Linked DNA regions of Sus scrofa: region 2 is linked to region 1. The links are chromatin contacts, called in public HiChIP or PLAC-seq maps. All regions are on one chromosome and are shown on one strand. The core of a region is the stretch at or near the end of the contact, and the rest is flanking DNA. Distances in the headings are between cores, read along the strand shown. Region 1 holds the start of PPP2CA (protein phosphatase 2 catalytic subunit alpha). Region 2 holds the start of C2H5orf24 (UPF0461 protein C5orf24 homolog).

What was found. HiChIP or PLAC-seq counts read pairs in DNA pulled down with a chosen protein or histone mark.
Region 2: a contact with region 1 is called in an H3K27ac HiChIP or PLAC-seq map of alveolar macrophages. The contact joins the promoter of C2H5orf24 here to the promoter of PPP2CA in region 1. A contact is called at or near these places in 1 of 5 promoter capture datasets (liver) and 2 of 2 datasets of contacts at active chromatin or transcription factors (alveolar macrophages and skeletal muscle).

Annotation. Positions count from the first base shown.
Region 1 is chr2:136,518,256-136,525,648 of Sscrofa11.1, forward strand. It overlaps PPP2CA (protein phosphatase 2 catalytic subunit alpha), which reads right to left and starts at 4,375. Exons shown (of 7, transcript NM_214366.1): 1 at 4,096-4,375. The coding sequence starts at 4,197.
Region 2 is chr2:137,033,400-137,040,792 of Sscrofa11.1, forward strand. It overlaps C2H5orf24 (UPF0461 protein C5orf24 homolog), which reads left to right and starts at 4,572. Exons shown (of 2, transcript XM_005655017.3): 1 at 4,572-4,895.

The sequences.
Region 1 (7,393 bases), core at 3,125-5,624:
ACAAAACTCTTGTCTCTGAGGGAGAAAACAAAGGCAGAATTGGGGGAACCTGTGTGTCTCCACCAAAGAACTGTTCACTTTTTTGATGTTCCTCAACAAGTCAATTCAAAAACAACTGCATTACCGCTTCAGGTCTGGGAGATCACAAAATACACACAGGCAAACAGGCTTGACTGTGGAAGCTATAAGGATAAAAAGGCATTTTTTAACAAACTGTAATAAACAATATGAATGTCAGTTACACTTTATTAGAGTATTTCAGAGCTCGGTCTCTGGATCATGATTTATACTATCTGAGAAAATACAGAAAATGAACTGGGGCTTTCATCTCACTAATCTTATGTGAGAGGCAAACACAGTTAGCCACCTTCAAAATTCAAGAATAATTACTGTTTCCTCCTCTAGGACAGACTAAGACAACAGAATGTGACATGAATAGCAAGTTTTCAAGCAATCAGAACACAAAGTTAGCTTTCTTTTACAGAGTTCTTGATTCGAAAATTCAATCTGGCCCCAATTCGTCTGCATCTTTCATTATTAACACTATTTCAGAAAAGAGAAGGGGGCTGTGAAGCAAGACTAAAACATTGGGCTTACAATCCATAACCCAAGCAATTTCTAGTTAGCCCTATAATCAAGTCATTTTACCTTTCTGAGCCTCGGGTTTCTAACTATAACCGAGGATCATTGCCTCATAAACCCGTTAAGAGACCAGTGTACATGAAAGAATGATGAAAACAACATTCCTCACCATGCTCCTCCCACAACTGCTTGTTCTGAATATTCAAATTAATCTTTATGGAAATAAGCCAAAAGGCCTTTTAAATTAAACATGCATACACACAAAAATATATTATCCACTTCATACAGGAATTTAACCTTGGCCAAGTATTTTGCAGGTCATCCAACTAGAAGGAAGAGGGCTGCTTTTTCCATACTCATGTAACAAATGTTAAAACTAAGTGAAGCCTTAATGATTGCATTTTATTTATAGCACCTGCACAGCAGTGGAAAACAGCATACCTACATAAGTAAAGAACTCCTCTGGAAAACAAAACAAAACAAAACACCTGGCTATCAAACAACATTCTCCACAAGTTTGGTAAGACCTGAAAACACAAGGCCAAAAATCATACCTAAATGAAACCACTGCTGATCCTAACAAAAGACTTGTAATACAGTTAATGTAAAAGCAAGTGGATACTACTTATTCTTCCAATCAGGAGATAGAAACATACCAGTCTAGATACACAGATGCACTAACCTCACTGACTACAGAACTGTGCCTACAGACAAAACTGCTTCACTCATCACAAATTTTTAAACAATCAACAAATTATGATCCCCAAAAATGACAAGGTATACTGCACACACAACAACCTTGGCTTTGATACAGACCTTAGTCACATCTTGTGGGGAAAAAACTTACATAGTTAATAACATAAAAACCCTATTCACCCTGGTCTATAAATATACTTTCTTATAATCAAAGAAATTATCAACTATTTCCAAATATCTACCTCCACCAAATATCTTTTCTTTAAAAAGAAAAATAATTACGCTAATTATTACACTAATGAAAAAAGGTTTTCCACTCAAGATTTTCAAAATATACAGGTTTTGCCAGTTGTGCTATTGGCCACACAAATATTAATAGTGAAAAGAGAACTTTTGTTTCACTAGAAAGACTTACTATACCTAAAAAACTGCCTTCAAGTTAATTTATTTTGGAAGGTTAATACAGTTCCCAAAGACGGAATACTTACAAATTAAAAACAGTATGAAGGCTATGTGACAACCTCCAAAAGGACCCATGTCTTGAAAATCTAGCATCAAAGATATATATATATATATATATATGCTCCAAGAATTAAAATCTTTATACAGTGGATGAGCAATGGGGATTTAAACATAAACTGATTAATCTCACTCCATCTTGATATTACAGAGACATAGCAAACAATATTTACCAAGGGGATCAAGCTTCAGTCCCCCCACCATAATTCCAATATCTTCTGCTGTCTCCAACACAGACCCTTTACTTCTGTGGTCTATCTACTACAGACTTCCAACCAGATTCAAGATCCTTAAAAATAAGCATGATTATTTTTCATTGCTTTTCACTCCTCTCATAAAAGTAAGCAATCTTGGATATCCAATAAGTGTTCAATATTTAAATACAGAGTACTATTTTAAAATGCAATTGTATAATCTCAAATGATTAGAAGGAACCCTGGAACATGTTTTAACTCTATAGACAAGAAAATGTGGACCAAGTGAAGTGATTGCCTCAAGGTCACAATTACTTGGTGGCAGAAAAAGGACCAGTGTCCAGGTCTAACTCACAGTCCAGTGGTCTTCCAACCACATCATTACTCTGTTGCAATGTTTGCTACACAAATAACTAGTCATCTAGCCAACTGCTGACTCAAAGTCTTTATATAGAGTTAAGTACTCAACTCTAAAAATCTTTAAAATCATCACTTACAGTATCCAAAAACTAAGACCTAACACTATACATTAAACAATTTTTAAAAGCCCACTTCCAAAACTTTAAACAAATGTCATTTTCATCTGATGTAAAAGAATTAAGGATCAAGAAGCAACAAAAGGCTCTACATTGCCAGTATTAAAATTCAGCTCCAAGAGATGATGTGCCACCTCATCAACTAGAAGTTTTGTTGAGGCTTGGGATAAACAAATCTGAATTAGACTTACTTAAATTGCAGTAATTCACAGAAGAGTTTCTGAAAAAGCCTGTTTTAGGAGCGTATATGTCAAATTTACGAATCTAATTTTCACATCAAACCACAAACGAGTCAGCGTAATTGCTTTCTAATAACTCTCTTCACTAATACAAAATGTTGATGATACTCCACCATTCTGTGGAACTAAAGATGCTGCAGAGTTATTTTTAAAAAGAGAAGTTGAAACATTCATGGTGGAGATCAGCATTTTCTCTACTTTAGAAAACTGAATTATAAGACTTAAACAGGCTACCTGTTTCCCCAACTCCTTGGGAAAAACAAATCAGAATTAGGTCATTTAAAATGGACTTCTAAAACAGACTACAACATTCCATTTTAAACGTTTGTGGGATTTAAACACTAAACACAATGACTGGAATACAGCAAAAGCTCGATCAACAGCTGTTAATATCATACTTACTACTTAAAGTCACAAATATACTAACAACTTTTCCAGCAGAGAGCAAGGATACAAAATCTGCTGGTCTTAACAGTTTATGCTGCTCATTTAAAAAACAAATGGCAAAATGCCAAGAACCTTAAGCTTAAAGAAGGGTTTCATACTATCCAATTTGAGTCAGCATATAAATCAGAGATTAAACTGACACTTGATTTCCAATCCCAAAGCTCCTATGTAGAATGACTCACCAAAATGTCTAATTCTTCCAACTATGAAAAATAAGTTATACTCCTCCCTATAACTACCACCATGACCTTCATTGAAACTTAGATTAAAAGCTCATTTAAAAATTCTCGAAAAAATGTACTAATAAGTCTCTGGAAAACACAGCTCGAGAGGTTTACCATAAACCACTCAAGACGATGCTAAATCTGCGTGACCTTTATTAGATAGGTCCCGGGATCCGGCCTACAAGCTTGCCTCTGGGGGACCCTCTGGACAGCTCTGGACCTAAGCATTCGGCCTGAGTACAAGTAAGAAACCTCCCACCAAACTCACAGAAGAGTCCCAGGCCCCATTCCCAGGCCGTAGAACCTAAGACCTCGTGCCCAGATATCAAAACCGTCCCTGACCCTTACTCGCAGGGTCTCCGCTCCCCCGCACCCTCCCCCAGCCACTTCGCTTCCAGCCAAGGCCGGGAAGCTCTGAAGCCCCGGAGTCGGGTGAACGGCGCCATTTTAGGCGGCGGTGGCAGCGACAACCAATCCCTGCGCGGGAGGCAGGGGGCGCCGGGTCGTCCGGGAGCCGCCGCCGGGCCGCGCCGGGGGCCGGTCTGGGAGGCTCGGGGGCCGGGGCCGCTGGCCTCCGCCATGTTGCACCCTCCCCGCGGCCGCTTCCTTCTCGGCGGGCTCGGCCCGCCCCGGCTCCCGAAGCCGGAGTGCAGCTCACCTTCTCGCAGAGGCTCTTGACCTGGGACTCGGACAGCTGCTTGCACTCATTCAGCTGCTCGATCCACTGGTCCAGCTCCTTAGTGAACACCTTCTCGTCCATGATGCCACCCGCCCGAACCGGCTGCCGCTCCGCGCTACTCCCGCGCCGCCGCCCGCACACGGGCCACACGCACACGCTGCCGTCGGCCCCCGGGGTACTTGTGTGGCTGCTGAAGGCTGCTCGGCAGTAGCGCTGCCCGGTTGACTCGCCCCTCGGTGTTCGGCTACCGGCCACTGACCTCCTCCGCTCGCTCTAGCCTTGGAGCTCGGCTCTGTAATGGCGGCCGCCGGCGTGGTGACGTCACGCCCGGCGTCAGGAGGTGGCGGGGTGAGGAGGGGTAGAAGCGCCGGGATACGAGCTGCGCAACTGCCGGGCCGGCTCTCATCTGCGGCCAGACCCGAGCGGGGGCGGGAACTAGGGGCCAGGGCGCAGGCGCGTAAAGTAGCCGGCTGGAAACAGGCACCTTCGCTTTTAGGGCGCGGTCCTGTAGAAGGGAGGGGCCGAGGGGGAAGGGAAGACCGAGTCCAAGCAGGGGCCTTGCTTATAGCTGGGAAGTGGGCTAATCTTAGAGCACTAAATCCTGCAGGGTGTAGTTGCGGACCAGGCGCAGGCGCAGCCGGGGTGCGAGGGTGGCTCCTTGTTGCCGGAGACTTTTTCCCTGAGGTGATACGCCTCGGCTCCTCACCTGGCGACTGCCAAAGCACGGAAACGAGAATTGGGCCCCGTGGCTCCTCCATTCTACAACAGCACTGGAATTGCTGCATCTTGGGAGCAGGAACAGGCGCCGAGTGGTAGCCAGGTTGGAGTAGCCACCCCTGCCTCCGGGTGCGGCCAGCACCTTGTAATTAGGTCAGTCGTAGGCGGAAGAGGGTGTACCTGCAGTACTGCGCAGTGCACCTGACTCCCCAACACACCTGTCCCCGGGCCTCGATGTCTCTTCTAGCGCCATGGCTGGGGCCTCCTAGCGCTCCTGGCTTCCACAGGCGCCGCTGCAGTCTTGCCATTGTGGCCTTCCCCCCTAGGTGGGCGCTTTCCTCCGACTCCGAGCCTCCAAGGGAAGAAGAAAACGCCCCCGACCCCACCCCCACCAACCGTCTGCCCACTCAGGCCTTCTTTCTAGAGGGAAGACCGCAAGGAGATGGACGCACCGGTCCTGATTGAGACCCGGTAGTGTTAGAAGCGGCTGTGATGTGCGCTTTAAAGAAAGCTCAGATACCCTAGGATCGGACCTCTGGCTATAAATCTCTTCGAGATTCGTGAAATGTATCCGCATTCCGTTGTCCTTGCATTCGCAGAAATATTTGGCTCCGTACACCGCCAGTTATGTTCAAGATTCATGCCCGAAGGACAGAAGGGTCATACAAACAGAGGTACCCTACCCTGACGGAGCTTGTGTACTTCCTGGGATGATCTGGGGATAGACAGGCAGAAGAGCCCTTCACAAAAGCAGGAAGATGAATGGCCAGTAACACAAGGGTAGTAAGCAGGGAAATGAAAACCACAGATTCCAGGTTTGACTCTCACCCATTTGGCAAAAACTGTCAACATCCAATGTTGGTGAGGATGTGGAGCAATGGGGTCTCTTATACACTGCTGTACTTTGGGACAACCACTTTGGAAAATCTGGCATTATCTAGTTAAGGTGTAGATGGGCACAACCCATGCCCAGCTCTTCTTCTCCTTGTTGTTTTCCCTAGAGAAAGTTTTGCACATGGACTTCAGGAGATAAGTATAAGGATGTTTCTAGCAGTGATGTTTGTTATACCAAAAATTGGAAACAAACCAGAAGTCCTTCAGCAACAGACTAAACAGTGATATATTTAACACATAGACATGTTGCTTGTGGTTTTTAGCCATGACAGTGTCCACAGAATCTCAGAGATGGAAGTTTTCCAAAGGACATTAAACCATGAAGTACAAGGCAAGAACTGAACCTGGTCCCTCTCTTTTAGACTCTACCCTCAATACCAGTCAACCCAAGCACTTGGCAATGTGCTGGAGAAGAGCACACACCCTCCAGCCCTGAGGGCATCATCTTGACCAAAAGGCTGAAGGTGGCCCTGGATGCAGAGATCAGCTACTGGCAGGACTGAAAGTTCTCCTTCATTCAAGATAAGCTGCTTTGGAGTTCCCATTGCAGCTCAGTGGTATTGAACCCGACTAGTATCCATGAGGATGCAGGTTCAATCCCTGGCTCTGCTCAGTGGGTTAAGGATCCAGCGTTGCTGTGAGCTGTGGTCAAGGTTGCAGATGTGGCTCAGATCTGGCATTGCGGTGGCTTTGGTGTAGGCTGGCAGCTGCAGCTCCCAGTCAGCCCTGAGCCTGGGAACTTCCATGTGCCACAGGTGCGACCCTAAAAAAGCAAACAAAACAAACAAATGAAGAACAAGACAAGCTGCCTGGCAAAGCAGACTGACTTGATCCGCCTGGGCTGAAAACTGCAGTTCTGCTTTCCCTTCATACCTGCCTGTGGTATGTCCAGAGGAAAGAACCTCATATCTACTCCCCACAAAACGTGTAACATATTTAATTTACCAGATTGGGAAAGAGTTCTTTTAATCCAATTTCTGACTATGTTTTGCAGTTAACATCCCCGAACACAGAGAAGTAAGAGTTAGGACCGTGTGGAATGAAGGAGGAAAAAAATCATCACTTGATGCCCATGATTATAAAGCCATGCCCAGTGTGCTGTCTTATTTACCATTTTTCCCTATACCTGTGTGAGAGGTGGTCCCATCTCATTTGGCAAGAAGCAGACAGGCCCTCAGAAAAGAGAAGGGACTTGCCCAAGGTAGTGGTCAGGATTTCAAACTTCATACTCCCAGGTTCAAGGTCTCAGCAACACTCACACAACTGATCTAAAGAGACTGAAATATGGAGCAAGGTGATTATTATTTCCCTTTGCCTGAGCTCTCTTATCTAAAAAGGTGCGAGTGGGAGTTTCCAGGTGGCTCAGTGGGTTAAGGATCTGGTGTTGACACTGCTGTGGCTCAGCCCACTGTTGTGGCGCAGGTTTGATCCCTGGCCCACAACTCACACATGCTGTGGGCATGGTCAAAAAATTAATTAATTTAAAAGGTGGAGGTGATATTCGTTTGGCAGGTTAAAAAAGTACTAACCACTCAGTATGTGCTAAGATTATAATGAGAGGGTTTTTCCAAAGTGCTATGAGCTCCTTCCTTGTTGGTAGCATTAATGTAGGTATTATTTATTTTCTCTTGCTGCAGATTCCTTGGCTTATGATCACCACAAAAGT
Region 2 (7,393 bases), core at 3,322-5,821, 520 kb after region 1:
AAAAAAAGCAGGGGAATGGATGCCTGGGAGCTTTAAAGAGAAAACAAGTTCCTCTGTAACTTTTTACAACAGTCTAATGTTGCTTTACACCTGTGTCTGTGATGGTAATGATTCTGTGATAACACATTCTAGTTTGAAAACTACAGATAACCTTCACTTTGTTTTGCTGTGGATTTTGACTGTGATCCAAAGTAAGGCACCTGTATAGTAAAAAGCTATTGAAAGCAGGGAGAAAATGCTGGAATTTGTATTTCTTTTTTAAAATCTCATCTTTTAAAAAAAATTTTTTTTTTTTTGGCTGCACCCACAACATGCAGAACTTCTGGGCCAGGGATCGAACCTAAGCCACAGCAATGACAACAACACCAAATCCTTAACCACTAGGCCACCAGAGGACTCGACTCCTCTTTTACGGTTTTTTTCAGTAGATTTTATAATGTTAATAAAATATATTTTGTATGATATTGTTACATTCAGTATAACAGTTCACATACAAAATTATGATTAAATTCACATACTAGGGGGCACTTGGACAACTTTAGGCAAGTTGTTTAAATGCTTTAAAATGTCTCACTTCTGGGAGTTCCCGTCGTGGCGCAGTGGTTAACGAATCCGACTAGGAACCATCAGGTTGTGGGTTCGATCCCTGGCCTTGCTCATTGGGTTAAGGATTCGGCGTTGCCGTGAGCTGTGATGTAGGTTGCAGACACAGCTGGGATCCCGCGTTGCTGTGGCTCTGGCGTAGGCTGGCAGTTCCAGCTCCGATTCGACCCCTAGCCTGGGAACCTCCATATGCCGCGGGAGCGGCCCAGAAATGGCAAAAAGACAAAAAAATAAAATAAAATGTCTCACTTCTCATATATAAAATAGGGTTATGATAATACCTATCAAGACTGTAAGGATTCAATGAAATAATATATATAAAATATTAAAGCGTATAAAACAGTGCCTGATAGATGGTAAGCATTCGATAAATACTAGTACTCTTACCGTTACAGTGGGTGAATGGGAGTGCATTTTCTTACGCTTTCTTTCAGTTTTGCTGTAAGCTGTATACCTAGCAAGGACAGTCATTGGCTACTGATAAACTGAAATCTGGAAAGTGAGATTCATTTTCCCTATGGATATCTTTCAGTTTAAATGAATAGTATTTAAGAACACATGTTGGAGTTCCTGTTGTGGCTCAGCAGAAACAAATCTGACTAGCATTTATGTGAACGCAGGTTCGATCTCTGGCCTCGCTCAGTGGGTTAAGGATCTGGCGTTGGCGTGAGCTGTAGTGTAGATCTAGGTCGCTGACTCAGCTTCGATCTGGCATTGCTGTGGCTGTGGTGCAGGCTGGCAGCTATAGCTCTGATTTGACCCCTAGCCTGGGAACCTCTCCATATGCCTTGGGTGCGGCCCTAAAAAAACAAACAGACAAACAAAAAAAACAGAACATGTGCTACCTCAATTGAAATGTCTTTAGAGGAAGGTTCCCACCGTAGTTGAATATTCCTTTTATGGCCTTCCTTTTGCCTGGATACAATCACAATTAATCATGCAAAAGTTTTACTAACTTGTGGTGGTTTAACAATCTGATCTGGCCTATCCTGAGCCAGTCTGAGGCCCTTGGAGAAGGAATGAGATATGCTGAACTGAGTCCAAATTTTATTTCGAAAGTGTACACTTTTGAAGAAGAAATGTTGGGAGATGAGTCTGTACTCTTGTAAGTTCCTTTCGTGGCTCAGCAATTAACAAACCTGACTAGGATCCATGAAGATTCGGGTTCAGTCCCTGGCCTCGCTCAGTGGGTTAAGTATCCTGTGTTGCCATGAGCTGTGGTATATGTCGCAGACACTGCTGGGCTCTGGCGTGGCTGTGACTGTGGCCAGCAGCTGTAACTCCAATTTGACCCTAAGCCTGGGAACCTCCATATGCCATGAGTTCGGTCCTGAAAGAAAAAAAGAAAAAAATAGTATACTCTTGGAGTTCCCACTGTGGCACAGTGGGTTAAGAATGCAGCTGCATTTGCTTGGGTGGTACTAGTTTGGTCACAGGGCAGTGGGTTAAAGGATCCAATGTTGCTGCAGCTGCAGCTCAGATTCACTTCCTAGCCTGGGAACTTCATATGCTGCAGGTACAGCCATACCAAAAAAAAAAAGTGCTCTTGTTACAAATAAAGTGATGACTAATGGCTATGCTCTTGAAAAAGCGTCTGTATTCAGCATTAGTTGTACATTGTACTTGTGTGTGATATTAAGACAACCTGAGATCATTATCAGAAAAAACAGATCGTTGCATGTAAGAGTACATTCTGATTGAGTTTTTTCTACTTCACCGGAATGTAAACTTCAGGGACCATGTCTGTCTTGCATCCCTGGTACTTTGAATTCAGTAAATATGTTGAATTGAGTTGACCAGTTGCTTGTCCATCATCACACAGCTAGTAAGTGGTAGATCAGGCATTTAAAGCCAATATGTTTCACCTGTTAGCACATTTAATTTCACAGCCCTACAGGAAATATATTATCTTCATGTCACCTATAGGGAAACTTTTGGAAAAAGCAGTGACTTGCCCAAGATACCTTTAGGCGGCAAGTGGCAGAAAGGGATTCAAACCGAGAAATATCTTACTTCCTCTGTTATTACTCTGGATGCTTCCCCTTTGGGCCTGCAAATCATTTGAGCTTATTAGTATGAAAGTTTTCTTCTTAAATGATCTTATGTACAAATGCCGTGTCAGATTAAAGTTTAAGGTTGTGGATTTGGACTAGTCATGATGTGGTATGGCAGCACAGCAGTGCATTCTCTCATTTCACTGCAATGATGGGATTACTGCTCTGGTGCCATGGGATCCATGGCATCCCTGCAGCACCAGAATGCGGGCTGGATCCCTGGCCTGGCACAGTAGGTTAGAAGATCTAGCGTATGCCACAGGGTGGCAGGGGGAAAAAAAAAAAAAGAGGAAAAATTAAACTTGTTTAGAGAAAATTTGTTTTTAAAAAGTTTTTGGAAGGCTACTTACTATGACCTCAAATCTGTGTACATTTTAGCTGTTTTCTATATTGGTATTTTCCTTTAAAAAATTATACTTTTTTTTCTTTTTTGTTTTTTTTGGGCTACATCCAAGGCATATGGAGGTTCCCAGGCTAGGGACCAATTGGAGCTGTAACTGCTGGCCTACACCACAGCCACAGTAATGCAGGATCTGAGCATGTCTGCAACCTACAGCACAGCTCACGGCAATGCCAGATCCTTAACCCACTGAGTGAGGCCAGGGATTGAACCCAAGTCCTCATGGATACTAGTTGGGTTCGTTAACCACTGAGCCATAACAGGAACTCCTATATATATATTTTTTTTCTTTTTATGGCCACACCTGCGGCATATGAAAGTTCCTTGGGCTAGTGGTTGAATCTGAGCTTCAGCTGCCAGCCTACACCACAGCCACACCGGTTCTGAACCACATCTGTGACATTCACTGCAGCAAGGCCATGGGTTGAACCCTCATCCTCACAGACACGATGTCAGGTTCTTAACCCTCTCAGCCACAATGGGAACTCCCTGGTATTCTTTTATATATGGATAATACTAGTACAATCAGTCCTGTGTTCTAGTATCATATAGGAGTAATTAGAATCATGCTATGAAACCCTGCCAGAATGAGCTTTCCTTTCTATGTACTGTGTTTGGTCTGCGTCCTGGCTTGTGTATTCACCCAGAAAAGTTGCTGATTTATTTCCTACTGGCAGCAGCACTGGGCCAAGTGCTGTCCTGTGGTAGAATTCAGTGCTAAGAATGACTTCCTCATACAGTCTTGATCCTCTTCATGCTGTCAAAGAAGTATCTTCCTCTCAGCAGTCTTCCTAATTCTGGATCCTCACCTTTCTGACATCTTCGAATTCACCGCAGGAAGAACTGGGGAAACTAATCCCTTCTAATGAGTGGCTTTTTTGGGGTGACCGATATGCCAGAAACCTCTCAGTAGCTACATATAGGGGGATTTTGTAGGCATACTGCTTGTCCCATCCCTTTCTGCAATGGTGGGAGGACTATGGTAATTCAGAGGTGGTCATGGTCATAAAAATTGTTTGAATTGAAAAAATTAGCCTCACAAAATGAGGTTTTTCATTATCACATGATCCTAGGACTGAGGGTCCAAACACCTCATATTTGAATATCGCCCATTTTATTTACAAGTGGAGGTTTCACACACACCCCCCATAAGTAAGTAAAGTGCAGCAGCTGAGTCCTTTTAATATACTTTGGGCAGCACTCAGCACAGTAAGGCATTATTAAATCTTTTTGCCAACAGCAATTAAAAGCAGTTTCTACAGCAGAAATGCTGGGTTCAAATCCTGACTCCATCATTTATTAGTCCTGTAATCTGAAAAACGGGGTCAGCAGTAGTTACAGCGTCACAAAACTGGAGTCAAAATTCACATCAGTAAATCATACCCTCTGTGGCCCCCAACCTGCCCCAGAACCCGAGCAGCTCGGGCCTAAGCCCCGCCTCCCGCCCGTCCCCACGCAGCGCAAGCGCAGCCAGGCTCCCTGTCCCACTCTCCCAAGCTTGCGCGCTGGCCGTCGGGCGGGAGATTGGGTCTCGCGATGCGCGTGTGCGTGTGCGTGCGCGGTCCTCGCGAGCTCGCGCACGCCGCTCCTCGCCGTACGGGGCTGTAGCGGCCTCTTCCTCCTCGGTCCCGAGAAGGACCGTGAGCAGTGGTTGAGGTCTGAGCCGGGGATCAGGGTCGGCGTCGCCGCCGCTGCCGCCCTCGCTGCCTGTCCTTCTCTCTTGGGCTCTCCGTGCAGTGCAGAGGCGCCGGGCTGGGAGGGGAGCGGTGCCAGCGTGAGGATCCCAGCCGATGGGCAGCCCCTGGACGCGCTGAGGGGCCGGGCTACTAGCGGCTGAGGTAGGTGGGCTCGCGGGGTTTTGTCAGACTGGCCGGAAGCAGAGTACGGGCCGCGGGAGCTCGTGGAGACCGCACGGAAGGGACGGAAACGGGGGGCCTTGCGGGCTGGAGAGAGAGAGATCGCCGACCTGCGCCCGAGGAGGGGCTCTGGCCTAGCCGGGAGCGAGAGGAGGGGCCCCGGCCGTGCCTGCTCTTCCCCGGGCTTGGAGCCATTATTGGGGGGAAATGCCTCCTGTGGCTGGGGGAGGGGTCACGGCTTCTTTTCTTCTCTTTGAGAGAGAGAAATCGGCAGTCACCCTCCACCACTTTAAATTAATGCCTGTGGGCTTCGAGATGGAGTCTAGATGGAGCGGTGGACTTGTACAGCTTGCACAACTCCGAGTGCATGGACAGTAGGCTATCAGTTTTGATTATCGGAGGGCGCACAGCTCCTTCTGTAGGGTGGGTGTGTATCTCCTGCAAAGTTGTCATTGTTAATACATCAGCAAACGCTGTCGGCTAACGACAGGTAATACATTTCTAGACGCCTCAAGTCAAGTAAGGATTCCAGCGCCGGGGAAACGGCGCCGTGGGGCACAATTAAGGAGTTGAAAGAAGACAAAGAAAGCCGTTATTTATGTTCTGACCTAGTATCAAAACTTTCCGGGGTGGGCCAGGAGGCGTAACGACTGGCTTTTGTTTTAGCTTTTGCTGAACAGACTTTCTGATTGAGGTCGATCACAAATGGACTTTCACTTAGAATTATAAAATCGTGTTGTGATTCTCTTTAGTCGTTACAAGCCAGAATGACCTGAGATAAACGTCTGACAATTATGTGTTGTTTGCTCTTTGGAAGAGAGCAGATCTTGGGCTTCAGGAAAGGAAGAATCTCTCGATGCCTAAAAATGAATGCTTTGTGAAGTTACTAAAAATAGTTAAAGCGTTCTCTATGTTGGCAGTAATGCCTCCACATTCACGAGATGGGAAAGGAATTATTTCATAGAGAAGAGCTGACTAAAAGGAAGTAAACACAGTTAAACAGCTTCAGGGATGGCAAATTTTAGCATATGCTTTAAGAATTCTAATTTAATCATAGTTAAAATATACAGAAACTCTTAGTTGACTCCCTTATATTCAGTGAACTCTTTTAAAAGATAATTTACTGTTGCTCTCTTCCATCCTGTGAACTATTTTAAAAGATAATTAGCATCTACATAATCTGTTCTATACTCTTGGATTTCATTCAGTCCACACTTTCTAGAAATACAGCATTCTTTCTGACTCTGTTAAGAAATGTGGCCTATATAACACAGGAAACTGTATTTTGTCTTGTGATAACCTATAACGGAAAAGCATCTGAAAAAGAATATATAAATGTGTGTGTGTGTGTATGTATATATATATATACACACATTTTTCTGTACACATGGAGCTAACACTTTGCTGTACACCTGAAGGTAACACAACACTGAATTAACAATACTTCAGTTTTTTTTAAAAATGGTTTACATTTTACAAAAAAAGAAAGAAATGTGGCCTGCATGCTTTCAGTGAACTCAGTAGTATAGTAGAGGAAAAGTTTTCCAAGAAAGAACACTTAGCTGGCCAGCCCTGAGGGTGGGACAAGGGAAGCATGATTAAGTTGTAGGATTGACTGTATATGCACATACTGCATACCAACAAATTCGCACCCACCGCCCGTGTGCGTATATAATGGTTATGTACGCAAGGATCTAATGGTGCCCATTTTAAAAAGTTGAAATCTCAAAGTAGAAAAGTTTTGGTTTTAGCTCTTTTTCTTTAATTAATTATTTAAATGAGTAACAGTCATAATAAATTTCTTTATCCAGATTGTTCAGCAGTTATTGAATAAGCAGAATACTGATTTCTTGGTGGTAGCAGGGAAAGAAACTGCAGAACATATAGAACACTTGCCCTTTAGAAATGTTCTTTAAGTCAGTATTTTACTGTCTTCCCTGGGATAAACAGCTTTGTACCTGTCTATTTTGTGTCCTAATGCTTAGAATAATGTTTTGCATGGAGTTGGCCTTCAATAAATGTGAGCTATGTCAGAAGTAAATTAACATAATACAAACCAAATGCCTAAGTTCCTGGAGAAGATTAAAGGAGTTGAAGATGGGTGATTTTTTTTTTTTTTTTTTGTAATTGAAGGTCTGTTTTTTAAATGGTGTGTTTTTCTTCAGTGTTGGTGTCTGAGTAGAGGGTATATGGTGGAATTTTGCTTCTGAAAGCCTCACATAATGTAAGCCGAGACTCTATGTCCTGAGTGAGAATAGATGGTGAATGTTCTGATATATTAAGAGAAAGTGAAGTTAAGGGAAGTAAGGTCCAAAGGGAAGGTTTTGGTAAGTTAGTGATAGGAACTTAAAAGGCATGAAACAGATTGTAGGAAAAAATATTTTCTTCCTTTACTGGCAGTACTTTCTACCTCTGTACCACTCTCTTTCCAGCAGAGTGATTTTTGAATAACAAAATTGAAAAAGGGGGCGTTCCCGACG